Linked DNA regions of Zea mays: regions 1 and 3 are each linked to region 2. The links are chromatin contacts, called in public Hi-C maps. All regions are on one chromosome and are shown on one strand. Each heading gives the region's core, a stretch centred on a gene start, on an enhancer-like site or on the middle of the called end of the contact. The rest is flanking DNA. Distances are from core to core; before and after follow the strand shown.

Region 1 (4,208 bases), core at 754-3,253, 150 kb after region 2:
TACTTTTTGTCATAGAATTTCAACATAATATTCAGTGATACGCTATATATTTACTTAATATTTTTCAATTTACAACAGCATAAGACCAGGACAAACACTTTTGATGTACCTCGTCCTGACCCACCTGGACAACACACAATTCACATCGAACTCCCGCTCATCAGGGATTTGATATCAAGCAAGCTGAATCAGCTTCCATCCCGCCACCGCCTGTGTTTCATAGAGAAGTTGTCACATTTTGATACGAAGGTTGGTAAGGCGTGTTTAGTTATTAAACAGACTCTTCAGCAGATTGTTGAGAAACAATACAATCTAACTTACGTTTTTGGCGAGTTAATTGATGAGGTCCTCCGCGCTGAGTCGAGGGACAATGAAGATGGTTATGATGTGCAGAAAACAACTACAAAATCAGATGATATTCTTCCCCATACGGCAGGTTAGTCAGTTTTATGGTCTTTACGTCAATATAAAAAAGTTATGCAATCATTTGTCGATATCGTTTTGATGCCATTATTTTAAACAATGTTTTTTTGTTTACATGATACATAAAAAGGATGTACGTGTCCGCCCCCCCCCCCCCAATTGTACCTGATATGTCTACGCCAGCATCCCAGCAGGATACGCAGTTTACAGACACACAGGTACATGAATTACTGTTAAGGCAACAACATATTCGTGTACTATTAGAAAGTTGCCCCGGTGAAGCTGATATTGATCCACTGGTTCATACAAATATAACGAAACAGAACAAAACACCTACAACCCCAGTGATAATGTTTTTCTTATTACTTGTATTTTTCATTGAAGGGTTGTATTCATCGTTTTCTTTAAATAGCATATAACCATTACAATTTTTTCAGGGTAAACATGGTGACGGTGGCCAGAACATGCCGACCAACACAAACGTCACTCCTAAAGCAACACCACATACGGAATCTTCCGACCGATATTTGATGCGACGCCGCAAATAAAGGTATGAGTACACCGCCTCGTTGTTTTTTCTATATTATTATTAGTAGTTTACTAAACTTCTAATCCATTTATACCATAATTGTTAGTCTACTGGCGGCGTCCAACAAGCGGCAGAAACAGATCTCCCCGACAGTCGTCCATGCTTTGATCAGACTCCATCTGAACATGTCAGCTCAGTAATTTCTATTTTCATTATAGTTGTCGAAACTGTTCACAGATTTCATACAGTCATGCTTCACAGTCTGACTAGTTTATGCATTACACAAAGCAGTGTTATGCATATTTGCACATACATGTATGCTAAGTAGATGTACATGTATCCATATCTGTTAATTGCTTATGATAAATTCCACATACATTTATGTCAGTTTGCAAGCTGATTTATGACACTTGATTCGGATCAGTAATGTCAGCTCAATAATCTTACGCCAGTTTATGACACTTGATTCCACATATGTTTATTCCAGTTTATATGCTCAGTAATTTTTATTTTCATTATAGTTGTCAAAACTGTTCACAGATTTATATGTATATTTTCATATATATGATCACATTCCCTTTTACCAAACCAGCTCTGGCTGGCTTCTCCTGGGCCATGATCTGTACGACTTGGACATGTATTCGAATTTTTTTAGTAAATTTATATGAACTGATGCGAAAATTCACTTGCACAGCTACTCAGTTAGTATTTAGCCGGCGGGAAAAGGGAATGGTTTCACTCTGCACCAGGGTGCAAGTATATGAATTGTCATTTGTCAGTAAGTGTGAGTTGGTGGTCGTCGTTCGTTTAATCGTTAGCTCTGTTTATCCTGGCGCACCCGTGTCGCTCGTGGCCGGCCGCGTCGGGCTGCCTGGAAAAGGAAAACGACCGCGGGAAAGGGGAGAGAGAAAAGGGAACGGTGCGAAAACGAAATGGCCAGCGGCAAAGCGCACACCTAAAAGCAGCGCCAAAGAATAAAGGGAAAAAAAAGGAGCAAGAATTCTGGTTAAAAAAAACAAATCTACGTACATGGCGTAGCGCGTACTGCTCGAAACATTACTGTATTATTATTAGTACCAGTTTGCTTTACAGTTAAGAGTACTCGACAGGCGGCAGTGGCAACCCAACAACATTCATACACACACACACAAAAAAAAGTATACTAGTAGGGAACTGAAACCAAAACATGGAGCGCAGTAGTGCAGATCGATTGTTCATTTCTCGGCTGCGCCGTACTACGCGGTTCGCCGCCTGAAATTGTTTCCGAGGGCATCCAATCCACATATCTTTTTCACAAAGGTTTTGCTGTTGGGTGTCGACTGTCGACGCAAGAAAGAGACCGCCTTTTGCTGCTATAATTTCATTCCCTTTTCCCGGCTGTCCAAATCCATAGCCGTAGACCGACGCAAGCAGGCAGGCAGGCGTAGGTGAGGTCTACCCGCCCGCCCAACAAGTTTCCAAGCGTTCCCTCTCATGCTTGCTTGACGTGGAGTGGTTAGGTCACACGCACGCACCTCATCGCCCACCCCTCCACCGCCGCGCCCGCGCCGGTCCCCAGCCACAGCCAAGAGAACACGCACGAAAGACGAAGAAGAAGAAGAAAAACGGCAGTAGATGAGCGGCGGCAAGCCGGCAGCCGGTTGATGACCGAAAGATTTTTAACCAAACCACGAGCAGCAGCAACGAGACGTAGCTTTCCATACATCGGCTGTCCTGTCCTTCCTTGTTTATCCCCACAGCAATAACTTCCTCTTCTGCTGACACTGGCCTGGGAAGTGGGATTCTGATGCCAATTTAATTGGCCAGGTAGGCGCCCTGAATTGCCACACCTACCGGCCCGCCCCAACCCAATCATACATCCATACGGCTACGAGCGACGGAGCGAGCGAGGGAAGTTGATGTTGTAGATGCCATCCTTCCTCTCCTCCTTCCGGATCGTAGTCGTGGCTTGACTCAGCGTAGCGGCCAGGGCAGCGGCCATGTCGTCGTCGGTCCGGCACGGCTCGTCGAGGGGCCAGGCATGGTGAGTTAAGTAGTGAGCGCCGCTGGCTGTACTATTTGAATTGCGGCCGGTGTTTCGATTCCATGCAGGATTCCGTTGCTTTCCCCTCGCGTGTCCGTCGTGTTGACGATGCGTTCCGTATCTCGCGCCAGGTTCTGCACCACGGGCCTGCCCAGCGACGTCGTCTTCGAGGTGCACGACATGACCTTCCACCTCCACAAGGTGAGTTCTTGGGCTGCTCTAGTCGTCGGGGGCTGCGTCTTGCTCGATGAAATTCCGCTGAGGCGTTTCCCGCGCAGTTCCCGCTCATGTCCAAGAGCCTCAAGATCCACCGCATGCTCAGCGAGCAGGAGGACCAGCGTCCGACGCGGGGACGGCGGCAGCGGAGGAGACAGGTGAGGAGCAGTGACGGAGACGATGACGGTGCTGCGGAAACAGAGATCGAGGAGGAAGAAGCCGAGCCTGAGCAGCAGCAGGTTAGGACGGAGGGGGAGGGCGACGGGCAGCCGTACTGCATTGCGTTCCCCGACTTCCCGGGCGGGCCGGGCACGTTCGAGGCGGCCGCCAAGTTCTGCTACGGCGTCCGCGTGGACCTCACCCCCTGGAACGTCGCGCCGCTGCGGTGCGCGGCCGAGTACCTGGAGATGACGGAGGACCACGCCGAGGACAACCTCGCGGCGCGCGCGGAGGCGTACCTGGACCAGGCCGTGCTGCGGCACCCCGGCGACGCCACCAAGGCGCTCAAGTCCTGCGAGGAGCTGCTGCCGCTCGCCGAGGACCTCGGCATTGTGTCCCGCTGCGTGGAGGCCATCGCCGCGCGCTCGTCGTCCGCGTCGCGGTCCTGGTTCGACGACCTGGCCGTGCTCGGCCTGCGCATGTACAAGCGGGTGATGGCGGCCATGGCCGCGCGCGGCGACGTCAGGGCGGAGGCCAGGGAGAGCTGCCTCGTGTCCTACGCCAGGGGCACCATCCCGGGGCTGTCGAGGTCCATGCGGCGCCGCCTCGCGTCCGCGCCCGTGTCCTCCGAGGTGGAGCAGAAGGAGCTCCTCGAGGCGGTGGTCGCCAGCCTCCCCGCGGACAAGTGCTCGGGGCGCGTCGTCACCGCCAAGTTCCTCTTCGCGCTGCTGCGGACGGCGCACATCTTGCGCGCGTCGGACGCCGCGCGCGCGGCGCTCGAGCGGAAGGCCGCCACGCAGCTGCAGCAGGCCGCGCTGGAGGACGTGCTCATCCCGAGCTACTCCGGCACCGCGGAGA
Region 2 (4,101 bases), core at 400-2,899:
CAGACATAGAATAAGAGCGAACAACAATTATTTTATTTAATGAAGCTATATAGGATTCGAGCTTAAGACCTGGCTCTAGTACTATATTGAGTTGCATGCACCGACTAGTTCTAATGGAGAAAGCATGCAATTCTCTTATACTTTAACAAGCTACATTAGATAACGTTATTTGCAATGATGTTACCTTGCATTTTTATTAACTTCAGCTGGAAGAAACACAAATGTGTTGTCTTGAAGCAATATTAATTGTGATGCTATACAGTTTGAATCACTTACTTGATGGGTATATTGTTATCAGAGCCTGATTTCAAAAGGATATGAACTCGTCTCTGGTGGGACTGACAACCATTTAGTTCTGGTGAATCTCAAGAATAAGGTAGGATAAAAGTGTGTTTCACGTTTTGTCATTTTTTTATAGATATTAGCTATTGCTTTATACATACTAGCTACTTTTTTGTACGTATTATCTAAATGTGCTAAATAGACAAAACCTACTTGTTTCCAGTTCTAATGCCATGTCTGAACAATATTGTATTTTTAAAAAAAATTTATGTATATAGGGGATAGATGGTTCAAGGGTGGAGAAGGTTTTAGAAAGTGTGCATATTGCAGCAAACAAGAACACAGTTCCTGGTGATGTTTCAGCTATGGTGCCAGGAGGCATCAGGATGGGTACGATATTTTGTCATAGAATGTTTGTATACTTTATTCTTAATTTTGCAAATTCTTAATATTAGCTCTCCCGTCATGCAGGAACCCCAGCCCTTACGTCGAGAGGATTTGTTGAAGAAGATTTCGCTAAAGTTGCTGACTTCTTCGATGCAGCAGTGAATCTGGCCTTGAAGATTAAGGCTGCAACGACAGGTCACTCAAAGTCTTGGTTTTTTCTCCCTAAGAAAACAAACCACAGTGACTGTTTTAGATGCATTTGCATTCGTTGAGGTGTCCTTATCACTAGTTGGATGATCTGATTTATGTTTTGTTTTTAATTCTTGCAATTTAGGTGGAACAAAGCTGAAGGACTTTGTTGCCACTTTGCAATCTGATAGCATCCAAGTTGAGATTGCAAAGCTTCGCCATGATGTAGAGGAATTTGCAAAACAATTCCCAACAATTGGATTTGAGAAAGAGACCATGAAATACAAGAACTAATATCTGGATGACAAGGTATGCTCTATCTTTGCACGGTTTAGTCATTATGCATTCTAATATACAGTAGCTCAGTTGTGAAAGGGGGTACCGGAGCTGGAACTGCCGTTTTCTTACTTGGCTGAGCGCTTCCCTCTTATCCATTTGCAGAAGAGAATGAGGTCACTCTTCTTGCAGTAAGCATTCGAAGCAAGATGCCACGATGATTATTGGGAGTTTAACCATGGTGTAATGGCATCTTATGTTAAAGAGATGTTGGCAATTTACAGCATGTGGAACTTTCGTCAATCATATTGTAGACACATACCGCGAGATGCTATATTGACCGGACAATTGCATTTCCATATGTGTACATCCTTTGCGTTCAAAAAAAAAAAAAACGTACATCCTGACACACACTCCACCCCCATCCCCACTCACAAGCACACGTCACCCTGCCCGCAAGGCTATCTACTCATCTCTATAATCAAACTATACTATGTGAAAGTTATAGTCTACGGTGCAAAATAGTGTTTTAGATGACTATGTGGATAAACTAATGAAGACAGTATAACTATATGTACAACCTCATTTAAAAGGTCTCTAAGAGATTAATTAAAAAAATACGAGACAAGCTCTTCGTTAGAAGTACGTGTCTATATGATTCTCTATACATATTGTCTCTTATTTGTGTTTATGATCCAAAGGTATAAAATTGTATTGCACTTGGAAAACCGACCTAGAGTCGCTGAGTTGTATATGCCCTAACACACAATTTCCCTACCTATGTACTTGGCTCATGTGTGTTTTTTGGGAAGGTAAATTTCATTCATAGTTTAAATACAAAATACAAAGATGGAGCAAAAATTGCCCTATTAATTTTTTCCATAGCTATCTAAGGGTATGTTTGGATCCCATGAACAAAAGCGAGATGATTAAAGTTTAGAGGGTGTTTGAATGCACTATAACTAATAGTTAGTTGGCTAAAAATTGTTAGTGGAATTAGTTAGCTAACAAATAGCTATATAACTATTAACTAATTTACCAAAAATAGCTAATAAGCTGAAATATTAGTTAGGTTGTTTGGATGTCTCAACTAATTTTAGTCACTAACTATTAGTTTTAGTGCATTCAAACATCCCTTTAGTTACTTTGTAAGCTAAAGATCCAAACAGAAAAAAAACTAAAAGTGATTAAAAGAATACATTTTTACCATTTTACTCACTTTTAGCTCTTGTTTAGATTTTTAGCTTCTAAAGTGACTAAAGTTTAGTCACTTTATTTTAGTTCATAGGATCTAAACAGACCTTAAATATGTTTCTAAAAACTAAAGTGCTAATTTTCACATAAATCAGAATAGAGGCAAAAAGGGGGCAAAACAAGAGGATAATCGCGTTGACTATTCATTTCACGCAAATCACCTTACACATTATTGCTAATTTATTTTTAAGTTTATGTGAAACACTCGAGTTCACGCTTCAAATGTGTATATATACTCTTACGAAGTGGGTACAGTTCCTGTGCTCCATGTCTAAAGATAGTCTTCCCGAGCTCAAATTAGCCTCCTAAACTGATGAGAGGGAGCAATTCGCGGGAGGTGGTCCCACCATTTCTTCCCTGTCAACCTCTTTAACGCTCCTAACGACTTGTCCCTTCCCTTCCCGCCAGTTTCTCTTCGCCTCCCGCTCTACCTCCTACGATCCGCAGATACACAGGCCCGCGCTTCCCCTCCTCTCGCAGTTCTCGCGTCCACTGTACCGGAGCTCCACCACGGCCTCCGGAAAGAAACAGATGAAAGACAGCGACGGCGAGGGCACCGGCGGTGGCGTCGCCCGCTCGCACCCCTCCAATCTCCCGCTTCCGACTCCACAGTCCGACCCGAACCTCCAGTTCTCGGGTGGGACGGACGATGAGTCCTCGAGCCGGAATAGCAGCTCCTCTGCCACCGGCGGCGCGAGCCCCGGGTACTACTCGGACTACCCGTCTAGCTTCAGCGGCGAGTGTTCGCCGTACAACATGTCCCCCTGGAACCAGACCATGGCGTCCCCCTGGTCGCACCACAACGAGGCGTCCGCCGCCGGGCTCGGGGGGCCGCCCACAATGGCGCCGGGGACGAGTCTCATCAGCTCGCTGGTGAGGGAGGAGGGCCATATCTACTCGCTCGCCGCCAAGGGCGACACGCTCTACACCGGCTCGGACAGCAAGAACATCCGCGTCTGGCGCAAGCAGAAGGACTCAGGCGGGTTCAAGTCCTCGAGCGGCCTCGTGAAGGCGATCGTCATCTCCAGCGAGCGCATCTTCACGGGCCACCAGGACGGCAAGATCAGAGTGTGGAAGGTGTCGCCCAAGAACGGCATGCACAAGCGCGTGGGCAGCCTGCCGCGGCTGCGCGACTTCCTGCGCGGCTCGTTGAACCCGTCCAACTACGTCGAGGTGCGCAAGAACAGATCGGCGCTGTGGATCCGGCACAGCGACGCCGTGTCGTGCCTGAGCCCGACGGACCCGGCGCAGGGGTTCCTCTACTCCGGCTCGTGGGACCGCACCTTCAAGGTGTGGCGCATCAGCGACTCCAAGTGCCTCGAGTCGGTGGTGGCGCACGACGACAACGTTAACTCCATCGTGGCGGCGTTTGACGGGCTGGTGTTCACGGGCTCGGCGGACGGCACGGTGAAGGTGTGGCGGCGCGAGCAGCAGGGGAAGGGCACCAAACACACGGCCGTGCAGACGCTGCTGAAGCAGGAACACGCGGTGAACGCGCTCGCCGTGAGCGCCGTCGCGCCGGTGCTCTACTGCGGCTCCTCCGATGGGCTGGTCAACTTCTGGGAGGGCGACCGTCACCTCGTCCACGGCGGCGTGCTGCGCGGGCACAAGAAGGCCGTGTTCTGCCTCGCCGCGGCCGGCGCTCTCCTGCTCAGCGGCTCCGCCGACAACACCATCTTCGTGTGGCGGCGCGACGGCGGGGTGCACTCGTGC
Region 3 (4,383 bases), core at 338-2,837, 210 kb after region 2:
GAGGGATCCAATCCAATGCCGACGAACTGGAAAACCGGACGCCGATCGACCGCAAATGCATGCTTTGCAAAGCGAAGATCCGGCCTGCCGTTTTGCCCGTGTAGAAGACTAGAGGCACTTCCTCCTATATATAGTCAAAATCAAGCATTATAGTCCAGTGTGTGTTTGTATGGCACGCGTTTACAGAAACAATAATTTAGTAAAATAGGCTGCGGACATATGATGCGTGTCGTGGCTCTTGCATGGAGGCCGTACGTACGTATGAGCATGCATGTCTGAATGCCCGTGCCAATCCAGCGGCGGCGAGCCGACACGCGATAATTTTTATTTATTTTTTTTAGCCACGCTGCGTTTCGCGGCTCGCGTGAGGCGTGATCTCCTTTGCTATCGCATCGCAGCGTATCCAGAAAGACCCCGCATGTAAGTCGCTACGGAGAAAACGGCGCGAAGCTGCCGTGTTTTGGCGGTTCCTACGGGCGATTCGTGACCCTACGCGCTCGCGGCCTTCCTCGTCGGAAAGCTCCGGCAGGCAATAATTATAGATTAACAAGCAAAGTGCCGTCTCCAAGAGAAGATCGATCGCCGTGCACATGTCTGTTCATCAGGCTAGCACATGAATGTGATGGATCTGCCTGATTTCCTTCTCCGTTAACCTGTTCATCAGCTACGTATTGATTTATGTGGTGTTTGGTTTGTAAAATCACCTCGTTCAGTAACTATGTTGCGACTTGCGACAAAATATTTATTTAATTAACTTATAGACATCTAAGTGATAACTGAGAAGAGGATGACTAATTTATGATATGTTTGATTGGATATACAAGAATGGATGAAACGAGACGGCCACAGTTTTTATAGTGTTTGGATGAGAGTTAATTACATGGGGGCGAGGTAAACATTGGGATAATTTTTTATGGCGGCGTGATCCAAAAAATCGAGGGAACGGTATCGTCCCCGCCTCATACCATATTCACCTCAAACCAAACACATCTAGTTAAACCAACCACCCGTTAGGGTTTTTCTATAGACTAGACAAAAAAAGAAGAGAGAGAGAAAGTAATTGTGTTTCTGGACCAATTGCGTCACGACACGCCTCGTTCTGCTGTACAATGTGTAGCAGCAGACTTGCGTATAACAAGGCCTGGAGGGCTGGAGGAGGTGATTAGGACACCAGTCCGTGTCCGTGTGCCAGCCACCTGCGCAGCAAAAGACACTGCCCACTGGCCCATCACCATCAGCGGCCGGACTGCGCAAGTGACGAGAGGAGAGGTACACTACACCGTCCCTGGCCGGTTGGTCCCACGATGCCATGCATGCAGAGAACCAGCGCCAGGTAACGGGACGCGACACGGTGGCTAGCCAAATCGATGCGCCTGCGCGTATGGGCCTGCTCGCTCGCACGGCACAGTGACGGGCGCGCGCACACGCATTTACGCGCGCGTACTGCAGAGCCCCGCATGCAAGCTGTCCTCAACAACATCCAGGTTGGCATCCTCTCTCCTCCGTCCCTCCCCTTCGCCGCACTAGCCGACGCGTCCACCTCGGCTATATATACACGCGAGCCCCGGACACGCCGCCTCGCTTACTCATCTCAACTTCTCCACCAGTCAAGTCCACCAGCCAGCAGCTCGCCGGCTGCCTCGCTCCTGCTCTGCACTGCACTAGTCGCCGCTCGAGCTACCCGGCTGTAGCAACTAGCAAGATTCGTTGGGTCCGTGAACGTGCAGACGCAACACGCTAGACTGTCTAGACACACATTATCAGATTCGTTCTGCAGTACAATAATGGGAGCCTGCAACTCGTGCGAGGCCACGGCGGTGGCGGCGGCGCCGGGGCCGGCGACGGCGGAGGCGAGGGTGGTGCTCGCGGACGGCGCGCTGCGGCGGTTCCCGGGCGGCACGCGGGCGTCGCAGGCCGTGAAGGCGGCCGCCGGCGGGGCGGCCCCGACGGCCTCGTGGTTCCTGTGCAGCGCGGACGGGCTGGAGCTCGGCGGCGCCGTGGCGCCCGTGCGGCCGGAGGAGGCGCTGCAGCCCGGGCAGCTATACTTCGTGCTCCCCGCCGCGATGCGGCGCCGCCCGCTGCAGGCCGAGGAGATGGCCGCGCTCGCCATCCGCGCCAGCGCCGCGCTGGCCGGCGACCACGACGGTCCGCTCGTGTTCCCGGAGGCCGCCGCGGCCGCGGCCGCCGGCGCCGGGGCGCGGTGCGGCAAGGCGTGCCGGAGGTCGAGGAGGGGCGGCAGCCGCGGCCGGGACTTCGCGCCGGACCTCGGCGCCATTGCCGAGTAACCAACCGTCCGTGGCAGCCAGCTAGGAGAACGGGGGAACCTAATTAACAGCAGTCGCGTCGGCAGCCCGCGGCGACATGAAAATGAAAAAAAAAAACACATCCATCTGTAGCTACGCGTAAAAACTGATCTACTGGACGCTTTGACTAATGCTAGTGTAGTGTAGGTGTAGTAGCCGTGTAGGAAAAGAAATGCAGTCCATCTTGCATCTGGTGTGTACGTAGAATACTAGTACGCGACAGGCTGTGCGTGTAGATTACGCACGCGAGCATGCACCGCGATCCGGACGCCCAGGAGGCCAGGACCCGGGTGTGTGTCTGACTCTGACTCCCGGGGCCCGCATTGTGATGAGCTGAGCTGTAAGCCGCTGGGCCTGGGATTCGTGTATGCCAATCAGCCGATGTGGCGAGCCAATGAACGGCAAACGAGTCAACGACTCGGATTTGCCAGCCTGAGGAGCAGATTTTGCTATGCAAAAAAATTTGCGTTTGTCTTGTGCTGCAATATTTCGTATTTCCTCTTCCGGTCGGCTGTATGTAGAAGGCGTACGTAGAGCTGTATACCTGTATAGTATGGCTTGGTTTGGGGTGGCCGGCTTGGGGAAGCAACGTGCACAATTGGGTACGAGGACAAGGATGGGGGCCTGCCTGCCTGGCTGGCTGGACACCCTCGTCGTTTGTTGGCCACTGGCCACTGCCGGCCGGCAGCTCGGGCCGCCGGCCCAGGCCATCGCTGGGGTGGGATCGTGGGATTTGGGACAGGATGCGATTAGGAATGAATTTGAATGTCTAGAGATCAGAATTATTCGTATTCAGATAAAATGGCTAATATGGATATTCGTTTTCGTATTCGATTTTAATATGTATGTTAAATTGACATATCCGAATTCGTTTTTCTCTATCCAGTTTAAGATTTGTATTCAATAACATTCGACAAAACCGTGAAAAATCCGATACTATTTGTATCCAAAAGTAAAAAGTATTCGATAAAATCAATTTAAACTTATTTTATTACTAATTACAAGTAATTTTAAACTTTAAATAATGTACTAAAAACTGTTATACACCATTTAAAATGTAAAAAATATTCATATCATAAATAAACGACTGTGTTAATCTTACATTACTAGTGATATACAATGATAAAGTTTAATTGATATTTAAAAGTCTAATTTTGAATACATTAGATTATTCGAGTTTTTAGTGTCTAAAATACAAATATACTTAATATACGAAAAGATTATATCTAGAGTCCAAAATATCTGATACTTAGTATACTGATCTAAGTGATGGATGACGTCGTTGATCAAGAAGTGTTATAGACCACTTTATCAATGAGCAACTGCTCTCTAAATATGTACATCTATAGAAACATACCTTCACATTTGTGTGTATAACGACAAATCAGTAAATAAAAAAAATAAAACATAATTTTCGTCCTCATCTATCTTTGGAGTGTCTTGTCAAAGCTGTTACAAAATATTGTATATTGTATATGTGACCAATCCAAAGGGTACGACAGATTCTCCCTAAGGGACATATCCCTTGGGATACACCCCTTCACATGTATATAATCAGGACTCCCTGCAATAATAAAGGATAACTGTCACTTTCTCTCTACATTTTCGTGTCTCGTTACCACCGAGTTATAACACGTTATCAGCACGCGATTCTCCACTGAGTTAATCGGCAGAAGAGAACGGACTACGCTGTCGCTAGAGCAGTTCTCAGCGACATGATGCTGCAGAGGCAATTTTCTAGCCTTAATCACGATGATGGATGACCGATGTACTTGCGTCACATCAACAATGGCCAACCGCACTGGATAAGTCAGAAGTGAGAGCATGGCCTAAATCATGCATGATTGCATTGCTTCCTCACTTGCGTTGGAGACAACAAAGATTAAAAATGGTATGCGATTTATGCTTACTCAGTTTTGTTATGTATCTGTCGGTCCTCATCTGCAATGGCGCTGTTCTTGCACACATGTGTGCTGCAATCTTGCGGACAGACGGTGGTAGCGCTGCCCGCCAGAACTTGCGCCAGAGGAGTCTCGCGCCCGCTCCGCTTGGGCTGTTGGGGCCACGCCACGCCACCGGG

The links. Hi-C and Micro-C count contacts between places; a contact is called where the count stands out from the background.
Region 1: a contact with region 2 is called in a Hi-C map of leaf, with 5 times the contacts expected there. The contact joins the promoter of LOC103643978 here to the promoter of LOC118476175 in region 2. A contact is called at or near these places in 13 of 25 Hi-C or Micro-C datasets (bundle sheath, ear, endosperm and 5 more) and 2 of 3 datasets of contacts at active chromatin or transcription factors (leaf and seedling).
Region 3: a contact with region 2 is called in a Hi-C map of tassel, with 3 times the contacts expected there. The contact joins the promoter of LOC103643979 here to the promoter of LOC118476175 in region 2. A contact is called at or near these places in 4 of 25 Hi-C or Micro-C datasets (ear, endosperm, leaf and 1 more).

What each region holds. Positions count from the first base shown.
Region 1 is chr1:281,042,292-281,046,499 of Zm-B73-REFERENCE-NAM-5.0, forward strand. It overlaps LOC103643978 (BTB/POZ domain-containing protein At5g66560), which reads left to right and starts at 2,004. Exons shown (of 4, transcript XM_008667153.4): 1 at 2,004-2,975; 2 at 3,107-3,176; 3 at 3,254-4,208. The coding sequence starts at 2,932.
Region 2 is chr1:280,896,315-280,900,415 of Zm-B73-REFERENCE-NAM-5.0, forward strand. It overlaps LOC118476175 (protein JINGUBANG-like), which reads left to right and starts at 1,650. Exons shown (of 1, transcript XM_035964379.1): 1 at 1,650-4,101. The coding sequence starts at 2,920. LOC118476174 (serine hydroxymethyltransferase, mitochondrial) reads left to right here. Exons shown (of 16, transcript XM_035964378.1): 12 at 299-376; 13 at 561-672; 14 at 754-864; 15 at 1,004-1,167; 16 at 1,300-1,501. The coding sequence ends at 1,152.
Region 3 is chr1:281,103,458-281,107,840 of Zm-B73-REFERENCE-NAM-5.0, forward strand. LOC103643979 reads left to right here and starts at 1,588. Exons shown (of 1, transcript NM_001176047.2): 1 at 1,588-4,383. The coding sequence starts at 1,785. The coding sequence ends at 2,285. It overlaps LOC118476176, which reads right to left. Exons shown (of 2, transcript XM_035964380.1): 1 at 4,214-4,383; 2 at 3,586-3,867. The coding sequence ends at 3,858.